2 separate regions of the Oryzias latipes genome follow, and region 1 is linked to region 2. Evidence: chromatin contacts called from public Hi-C data. All regions are on one chromosome and are shown on one strand. The core of a region is the stretch at or near the end of the contact, and the rest is flanking DNA. Distances in the headings are between cores, read along the strand shown.

Region 1 (4,890 bases), core at 906-3,405, 160 kb after region 2:
AATGGTGCCCAAGCCAAACAAGTGCACAGCAAGCCCAGCTTTAAGTGTCTTTGGCTCCTCATCATCATCCCTGTACCAGACATAGCTGAAGGGTTGGGTGGACAGCGTTCCAGTGACGACAAACATCATCGTCATTCCACCCCACAAGTACTGGCCGTTTTTGATGTAGTTCACAAACAGAGAGATGTCTGTCACTATGTCCATAATATATAAACAGAATCCAAAAAAATATAATACTGTGGACCACGGAATATTCATCTTCTGTAGGACGTTCTCTCTCGAAAAGGCACACATTTTCTTCTAGATCTGGGGTGGAATCTTGCGATTACACTTTTTAAAATGTATTTATTTTTTTGTTAATTCTTTCCAATAGGGTCCATCTGAAAAAACAAAACAGGAGAGAAAACTACTTTTTAAAAACAAGAGTAGATTTTTTTAGTGAACTTTCAACAGCTTTGAAGACACATTAAGCAGAAAAAAAACAACCTTTGCCTACGTCTGAAAAAACAGATAAGGCTTATTTGTTCTTTAGGACTTGTCACAATGAGTTAATCAATCTCTCATAAATGATAAAACTAACTTATATAATAAGAAATAGTCAGACAACATTGTAAACATGGAAAACACTAGGAAACCATGGGTATCACATAAGATGCACAATATTATTTCTTGCCACAAGGATGAAATAATATGATGTAATTTGTTCCCCTAAGTCAAAACGTCTAATTTATTTTCATTTCTAACTGTATTTATTATCAAGAACTTAATTTAAATAACCCCAAATAAAGAGCAATCTCCTTTCAAGAATATTTCTATATTTAAAAAATATGAAGTTGTCAATTAATAATTACAAAGTCCCATTTTTTCCACTCAAAAGTCTATAACAATAGTTCAAAAAAGGGTTCTTGACTTACTGGTGTGTCTTGTCCGATGCAGAAGAGATGTATGAAACAGTACCATTCTGCTTTTACACTTTTATTTCTCTGAAAGGATGTGATAAGTCCCACCTCTGTCAGGCTCTGAAGTCCACACAAATTGTGCAACACATCTTGTGACTGGCTTCATGTAGGTGTGTGAGCCTCGGTCATACATCTATGCCACTCCTGAGAACTTGGAGAACATGTGATTACCTCAGATTCCAGCAGTTCATTGATGCAATGCTATGGTTTTTGCTGACAGGTTATGTGAGTGAAACAGGAAACTCCTACCTTCTGATTGCCCTGTTGGTCAGAATAGTCCCACTTCCTTGAATTGCTTTACTTTAAATCAAGTGATTACAAGAAATGTCATTTTCTATGCCACAAAGTTTAAAAAAATGTGCAAAAAATTTGATCCAACTTTAAAATTAATGCTAAACTAAAACTTTACGGGTGAGTTGACATTTTTTATGATATGGTAGTGTCATATATTAAGAAATACGTTACAAGTAAAACTTATTATAGTAACTTAGTGTGAAGTTCCTCATTTTACAACTACAAAGGGATTGCATTTCCTATATTTTCAAATGCATTTGTTCTCAAACTTCTTTCAAGATGAATTTTTTACACTTGATACTTAAACATGTTATGGCAGCTGAATGGCACAGTTGGCTGCGGGCAGGACTGGGAAACCAGAGTTTTTTTTCCCAGGGGGTACCACAAGCTGAATGAATCTAGTGTGGGTCCTTAGGCAAGATCCTTCACACTGCAGTCTATGTAGCCACAAGGAGGCCTTGGTCTAGGTCTCCGTTTGTCAGACCCCAAACTTGATAAAAATACAGGGTTGGATCAGGAAGGCCATCCTGTGTAAAACTGTCTGCCTAACCATATGTGCGGATCACTGAAAGCTGTGGCGACCCCTGAGGGGATATGCCGAAAGGTGAACGACATACTAAAACATGTTATCTTATAAAATGAGATGGCTAAAATCAAGCACACTGCCACAAATAGGGATCTGATCATTTAGTCATCGGCTCATTTAAAAGAATGAAATGGTAAACATTTAATTTGTTTATGTTGTATCCCGCCTTTTCACAAATCAAACCTTTAGTAGGGCTCCAAGATGAAGTGAAACAGAAAGTACTGGGGTAAATTACAAAGTGCTTTTGCAGGAGGCGTGCTTGTCCTGACCCTCCTGGCCTCTAGGGGGCAGCAGAGAGCCCCAACTGTTTTGTCTGGAGAAAGTCGTAGAGCCTCCCACTAACAGAAGAGTGACACGCCATTCAATCGCCGCCTTTCCCTGCGACTAAAGGAAGCAGACGAAGCTTGGAGGTTTCTTCCAGAGAAGGTTTACCATCCTGTCTACTAGAAGAGAAAACTCGTGTGCACCTCGTACAATAAGAGTTTCGCGAACTGCGTCGACATGGGAATCCGAAAAAAGACGGCAAGCAAAAACCCTCCAGTGCTAAGCCACGAGTTTGTCATCCAGAACCATGCAGATATTGTTTCTTGCGTTGCTATGGTGTTCCTCCTCGGGCTGATGTTTGAGGTGAGTCTTCTACACGGTAAACGACTTTGTTTTTAATCCGCACGCGGAGAGTGCCGAATATTATTTCCCCATCTCTGTCTGTCTAATCTGACATGGCTGTCTGCCTGATCTAGTCTTTCACTACTTCCTCCCGTTAGCGAAACTTTTCTGTTCGGGTTGGCCTCGTGTTGTTTGCGTTTGTGCTAATATGCCTCTTTTTTTAGGATATTCTTATAGTTTTAGGCAATAAAGCAACGTAGAAAACCAGCGCCCGATTTCCATCTGGCTGCCTGCTTCAAATGTAAATATTTATATCCGTTAATCAAGTCCCGCCGTATGGTATTTTTAAAAAATACTTATTATTATTGTTTGCAAATGTATTATGACAATACTCGAGCAGCATTTCTGAAATACTTTGCTAATCCCAAAGGGTTGGAGTATTCTGCAATACTCTTCTTCATGCTTAGTTTGTGCGTAGAGATGTCTTACGTGGCAATCATACAACGGTTAGTTGGGCTGTCAATGAAGAAATCCGCTATCACAAATCCCTAAAGTTGTCTTTGTATCTAAATGGCGCTAAAAGTGCTGCGGGTTTACTACAGACAATAAACGTGCTTTGGTATTGGTTTTCCTAATACATCTGTAAGTACACGTATTCAATCTAACGCATTGTTGATCTACGGCGGAAGGCAACGCAGCCGGAGTCCAGTTTGCTACATTTAGAACTACTTCCTGTTTGTGGTTTTCAAATAAAATTATTCGTGAATTAAAGTCGGCCTTAAATTTTCTTTCTATGCCACCAAAGTAGTATAATAATTTCATATAAGTGTTAGATTTGTAGCAATTTAATGTTAATCGATACACCTATCGTCCAAAATGTATACGTTGCATGCAAAATAGTTTTGTTGTGAAAGTCTAATTCAGCAGTTCCGGTTTAACTGCGTAGACGCTATTACTTTTTTCTGATTTACCCATTAACTTGCCTCCAATTTTTTCACATCGTAATGTTGCGCCTCCCTCTTTTAAAATGCGTCTCAGGTTTAATCCTTAAAACCAATTTGCCGTTTTGCAAGCGCGTGTTCATAAGTGTTTCCCCATATTTAACTAAACAGTTGACAAACACACAAAGGTATTGCAGTATTTTCTTTTGCGTAATTCGCAAGTAGACTTTTGGCTGCAATTAAATAAAGACCATAAAAATGTTTTCTTCTCAATAGTGTGTTTTTACACCTTTTTATATTCTTCCTCTCTAGGGTATTTTCAAATATTACACTATTCTATCCTAGTTTAAAGCTTGCTTTTTAAATCTACTCTAAGCACATTTTCTAGTCTTGACTCTCAAGTTAAGTTAAAGATGTGAGTAAGATGTTTTTTTTAGTGATATTTATGATCCTATAAGTCTAAAACTATATTCCAGATCTTGTGTGAACAATTCTATCAAGATGTATAGATGTAGAATAAAATAATGTTGCACGGTCATGCCGTCAATCATTAACTTTTAAATGTATTTTCTTCACAGATCACTTCAAAGTTTGCAGTTATATTCATAACTGTCCAGTACAATGTTACCATATCAACAAATGGTAAGTGATTTTCATTTGAGAAAGAGCTTTTTTAAAGTTTTTAGGTGAAGTGATAAACCTATTTTTATTTCTCCAATCTGAAAGATTCTCATTTACATTCTGGAGCGGCGTTCCTATGACCTTACTAAAACTCATTTGAGTGCTCTTCTTCTTTCCTCCTTTGAAACTAAATATAGGCTGTCTGATTTATAAAATTCTCCTTTAGCAAGGTTGCACTGGGGATATTTCAATCCAAGTGAAATATAGGCCACACCATTCACAATCCTGCTCATTTAATGTTCGTTTGCCTCTTTGTCAGGCTCAAACACAGTGAAAAGCCTGTGTTGTGCAAGCTGTTAGCTAGTCATCTGTAAAATCTAACCATGCAACATATGCCCCACCTGAACCTAAGAAAACAAATAGTTGTGGCACTTAAATCTTGCCAGATAACTTTTTTTTGCTGAATCCCTAATTATCTCCTCTCTGTTTCTGTATACTCTCCAGAATTTAAAGACCCATTCTGATTGTTGGTGTTTTTATTAACATGCTCTTGTGGCATTTTTCTGATGATGGAGGACATGTACAAATAAAATTAAACTCAAAATGGCAGTTCTAAGTATTTCTTTAATCAAATTGTTGTGAGTCGAGAGCTTATTTGCAATTTCGAAAATAAGCTGGGTGGACCACAAACTCTGCTTTAACAGAGAGCTCTCACCAATGGTCTGGTAAAGGGGGGTGGGAATGCTCCACTCCAACTCAGAGGAGAATTTCTAATGAAATCCTGCCGCTTTGCAGAAACTATGTCCCATCAGATTTTTGGATTTTGTCTTAAAACGGCATAACCATTATCAAGATTACTGGGAACACTTGTAAACTTAAAACT
Region 2 (4,974 bases), core at 1,528-4,027:
GAAAAATAAAATACAAAGAGGGGAGGGGGGCATACAAAGAAGCTGTTGAAACTGTGATTGAAGGTTAAATATTGCTGCTTGGTAATTTATGTGTCAAATGAGTTATTGTTAGCCAAACAAGAAGATAGATTTTTGTTGAACTGGATGTTAATTTGTGAATGAATGTTAGTTTTTATGATGCACTCAGTGTTGCCTTTCTTGCAAACTGTTGTGATGCTTTATGTGCCTTCTGCCCTGCTGGACCCTTTGAAGCAAATTGATTCACTTCACCAAATAAAATGTATCCCTGCTGATGAAACAAGATGACTTTAAACTCATCCATTACAGTTTTTATTCTTATATTTCAAATGCCTTTTCTTTTTTTTTTTTTTTTACTTTGTTTCATTTACTTTGAAGGTCCCAGTTGACATCGACTGTGGTCTCTTTGCACCACACAAACAAATGCAAAAAGACATTAAACCAAAAAAGGCACAATAAATTGTGATTTTAATCCATATAATCCCATTGTGCAATTGAAACTAAACTGCCTACATTAAGTTCACAAATTAAAGAATTTTCTTATTTGCTTGAGCATGAAGCAAACGACATGTTTTCTTCTTCACATTATTGTGTTTTGTCATGAATAATGCCATAATAATGATGAATAATTCAGCAATAATTTCAGAGATAGACTCCAGATCCTAACAGATGCTGCCTCTGACTTGTGCACTGGCCTCTTTACATGTGTCCTCCAAAGAGCTTAACGTGCTGCAGGCACGAGTGGATTCATGGGAATCGTGAGAGTTCGGAAGGGAAAGTGCAGCTTGTGACATCATGAGGCTGCACCTGTCCCCCTGCTCCTCCAGCGCAGGCCTCTAATAGAGTTCAGGACCCCTGAAAGTCTTTGCTGATAGACAAATGCTGGCTCGCTCTTCATGTCAAGCTTAAAGTGTTATTTACTGCTGTTGGCCTGGAATTTAATTACCCTTGGGGCAAATGCAGCAACCATAAAACTATCAATAACCGTGCTGTTTTAGACAATATTTTTGTTCTGGACTCAAAGAGCGACATGTACAGAATGATGAACGAGGGCAGTATCTCCGCTTCTTTCGTGCTGACAGTGAATGAAGGAGCAGGTTGAAATGTGTGACATGCAGCAACAGGATTTTGCTGCATTAAAAAAAAGAAGGCAGTTTATCAAATAAGTAATAAATCTAAGAACAGAATCCCTTAGCTATCACTCCTCAAAGATGTCAGTTGGTCTGTTCAACTCGAGGTGGTGACTTGCCTAAAAAATCGGATGGATTGCTGACATACTCAAGAAAATGCTGAAAGTCCAGGAGCCTTCTAAAAAACTTCATCCATAGTGTGAACTTGGTTGAAGCACTTTCCTAACTTTTCCTACAGGACAATAAAAAATGATCTAAAGCCTGTTTTAAACAGCCAAAAGAAATGTTGCTCATAAAGTCTAAACAAAATAAAAATATCTAAAGGTGTGCATTCTGCAAGATCAAGCCTCTCTCATAATCTTATGCCATTCCTATTGTACATTTTGGAATGACAATTAAAGGCAGAGATCTGGAGTTTTCTTGGAGTCTCCTCAGAAGGAAAAAACTTTGTGATGGAGCTGCATCACAGTACTGTTTCAATATGCTTTTAATGGCATGAAAACTTACATTTATCCAAATTTTGAAGCATCCATCCATCATCTTCTGCTCATCCGGAGTCAGGTCTCAGATGCCCGACCTCCCTTTTCACAGAAACGTCCTCCCGTTACACATGGAGGAAGGACTCCCAGATTTGCCCAGGCCTTCCAAGACCCTCCAGTGAGTCCTGGGGCCTTTTCTTTGTGGGTCACACCCAGAATACCTCCGAAGGGCAGGTGGCTTGGACGCGCTCCAAGGAACTGGATTGTAAAATCTCTGATTCAGGAGGAACAGTGCAGTTCTCATTGCAAAAGTAGAACAGCAATCAGCTCTCATGCAGAGTTCCTGAAGGTTCAGAAGAGCGTTTCCATCAAATCCACAAGCGCTTTATGGATTTGGAGAAAGTCTTCAATCTTGCCCCTCACTCAGTTTTATGGGAGGTCCTCTGGGAAAACAGGGTCAAGGGTTCCCAATGAGGACTGTCTGATCCCTGATCAACCAGAAAAGCAGCTTTTCTCCTATTGCTGACAGTTAATCAAACTTTTAACAAAAACTCTTAAAATCTTACATTGGGTTCTTCTAAGGGCCTTGTTATTTCTCAGAATGAAAAGAATAAAATTATCTTTGTTACACAATGAGAGTGAGGGGCCTCCTCACATCTGCCATGCCCTGGTCATGCCAACACTCCAGATGTCATGGGAACTGAAAACAGCTGGGGCTGTTGCATCCAGACTGCGTGTGAATGTCTGCTCCATCTGCAGAAACCCAATACTTCTGTGAAACCAGCAGCGGATTAAACACTTTTGATAAGGTCCCCAAGACATTTCTATCACAAAACCTCCTGCAAGACTAAAATGCTTCATCTGTCTTTACTGCCCAGTTATCCTTTTGAAGTTTGGTTCTTTCACCTTGAAAGTCACGTGTGTCTGTGATATTATAGTTTATGTGTCTATGTCCCAAACAGGCCAGTAATTGACAGGGCTCAGACCAATTATTCAGCATGGAGATGGACAACTGAAGGCTGAGTTGTGGTCTTACTGAGGTCATGAAGGCTTGGAGAGAGGGGCAGGGCAAATTCAGAGCCAAAACTGTACATGTGCCAGATCAAGAGCACTTAAATAAGTGGAGTTACCAACCAAGAGGGCATGTTTAAGAAGGAGCTCATCTTATTCGAATATATTTAGGATTTCAGCCAAAAAGTTCACAAGTTAAATTTGAAGCTGTTGACTTGTTTACCCGTGATAAAGATCTTATCAGCAGGAGGCTTTAAACTTTCAGTCTCTGCGCCTTCAGGGCGCAGCTGGAGCGGTCATGTCCACTGGCTCTGTTGCGAGTGATGCGGATGAAGTGCGTCACAGGAGGACTGCCGTCCTTTGCAAGAGCCCAGCGAGGAAGACAATTACCCGCTTCCCCCCCAGCCGGCGTTCCGAAGAGGTGCTGGACAGTGACAGTGTGGGAAGGAGGATCAAGCCGGAGCGCCGCGCGCTCTCCAGAGCGCATCACAAGGAGACGCGGCGGATGCAGAGAAACGCGGCCAATGCGCGAGAGAGGGCGAGGATGAGAGTGCTGAGCAAGGCCTTCTCCAGACTGAAAACCAGCCTGCCCTGGGTCCCGGCGGACACCAAGCTGTCCAAACTGGACACTCTACGGCTCGCCTCCAGTTACATTTCCCACCTTAGACAGCTACTGCAGGATGGACGCTTTGAGAGCAGCTTTGCGCATCCAGTGAATCTGGTATGAATCCAGAAGGCATGAAAGACAGCAGGAAACAACTTTAAAACTCTATTATAAACCTTTTTTAGAGCTGACTAAAGTAAATAACAATTTACGAATGGTGTGTTTTTGTCCTGTCATTTACAGTAATATGTTTGCGTTTTTTTAAAGAAAACTCAAAAGCACCAACAGTTTTATGAGTTGATTTTATTTGCAATGAACTCGTTGATGACTTGTTTTTGCAGACATGGCCTTTTATGATGACTGGACGACCAGAAGAAGACATTTCAACTCCAGTGAGACTCTGCGGGGCAACAGCATAGATCCCCAGAGGTGCTGCGCCTATCCCACAAGATCATCTCCAAAGAGCTGTTACCCTTGTTTTAATATTATTCTTGTGCATGCATCACTTTTTAACTTTTTTTATTTTAAATGCTGTTACTTTCATTAGTTTTCTTCATAAACGTTCACAACACATTAGAATATCTTGATGATTTACAAAATTTCCAGGTTTATTCAGGATCATTCTTGATTGAAAAAGCTTTACAAATAAGCTGCTCTCCTGAACACTTTCTCTAATCACTGTTTCACCCGCTTACTTTGTCATACTACCATCAAAACTGACATTTAGTGTCAATATATTTATTTTTTGTAACAAATAAAAAATAATAACTGCTATTTGTGTGTCTAAACTTTGGATTTTGGAACTGAATCACAAACAGGCCTCTCCTTCAGGCTCAATGTGAATAGATCAATCGATAGGGGGCGCTCTATGCCTCTGTGTTGAGCCTAATTTGATGATACCAATGCCTTTTTTGCCATGACGTATGATAAAAAGCTGTATATTATGGTAGACAGTCGTCAGAACATTAGGTTAGATTAACTACATTTTAATTTTAAGCAGATGAAAGCATTTTCTTCTCCTTATCATGGTGTTTTATGCAAAACAAAGAAAGTGTCATGCATGCAGAAACTGAAAGTTTTAAGATCCAAAGTGCTTTCCACTCCATTTGTATCATTCATGATTATGAGGTTTTGGTTTAAATGATGACAAAATATTTAAAGTTTTTTTCTTTTCTATATAAATTTAAAAGAAAAAAAAGCCTTTGGGGAAAAATCTAAAGTCGAGTGTAAAAACCGGATTTGTAAGTCCCAGTTGCACATAAAAACACTTGTGAGTATCCATGCTCCCTCACTCCAACAGATAACAGTGATCTCTTGATCCAGAATTCCTTTCCTCCTGTTAAACCCCAAAACGATGTGAGTACAGATGGATTGAGACCCAGGCTGAGGCGGTCTGCAGGGACAGACTAACAAAAACAGTTTTAATGGAGAAAGAGATAAAGGGAAGAGAGAGGGTCTTGTCAACAGGTTAATGTGGAGCTGCAGCTGTTGCAGTGTTGGTGAGTTTCCCAGAATCCTCAACCGCTCCCCAGGGAGAAAACAGCCATTCTGCTGGACGTAGGCAGCTAATGAACTGCTTTTTCATATGCAGCCCACTTCTGCTTTTGTATGATGCATTTTAAGAGAAGATGACTTGTAAATGTCAAGGTGACAGCTAGAAAAAGGGGTGGTATGAATCAAAGCAGGACAGGTCAACAAAACACCAAGATGTTTGAGAACGGAAAATCTGCAG

Evidence for each region. A called contact is a pair of places that touch in the nucleus more often than the background predicts.
Region 1: a Hi-C map of embryo shows a contact between it and region 2, with 2.3 times the contacts expected there. The contact joins the promoter of tram1 here to the promoter of msc in region 2. A contact is called at or near these places in 5 of 5 Hi-C or Micro-C datasets (embryo, fibroblasts and gastrula embryo).

The regions. Positions count from the first base shown.
Region 1 is chr20:16,535,271-16,540,160 of ASM223467v1, forward strand. tram1 (translocating chain-associated membrane protein 1) reads left to right here and starts at 2,156. Exons shown (of 11, transcript XM_004081029.3): 1 at 2,156-2,466; 2 at 3,965-4,028. The coding sequence starts at 2,341. xkr9 (XK-related protein 9) reads right to left here and starts at 1,474. Exons shown (of 4, transcript XM_004081253.4): 1 at 915-1,474; 2 at 1-380. The coding sequence starts at 294.
Region 2 is chr20:16,374,232-16,379,205 of ASM223467v1, forward strand. It overlaps msc (musculin), which reads left to right and starts at 2,778. Exons shown (of 2, transcript XM_004081026.4): 1 at 2,778-3,359; 2 at 3,584-4,016. The coding sequence starts at 2,937. The coding sequence ends at 3,661. It overlaps trpa1 (transient receptor potential cation channel subfamily A member 1), which reads left to right. Exons shown (of 28, transcript XM_023950382.1): 28 at 1-301.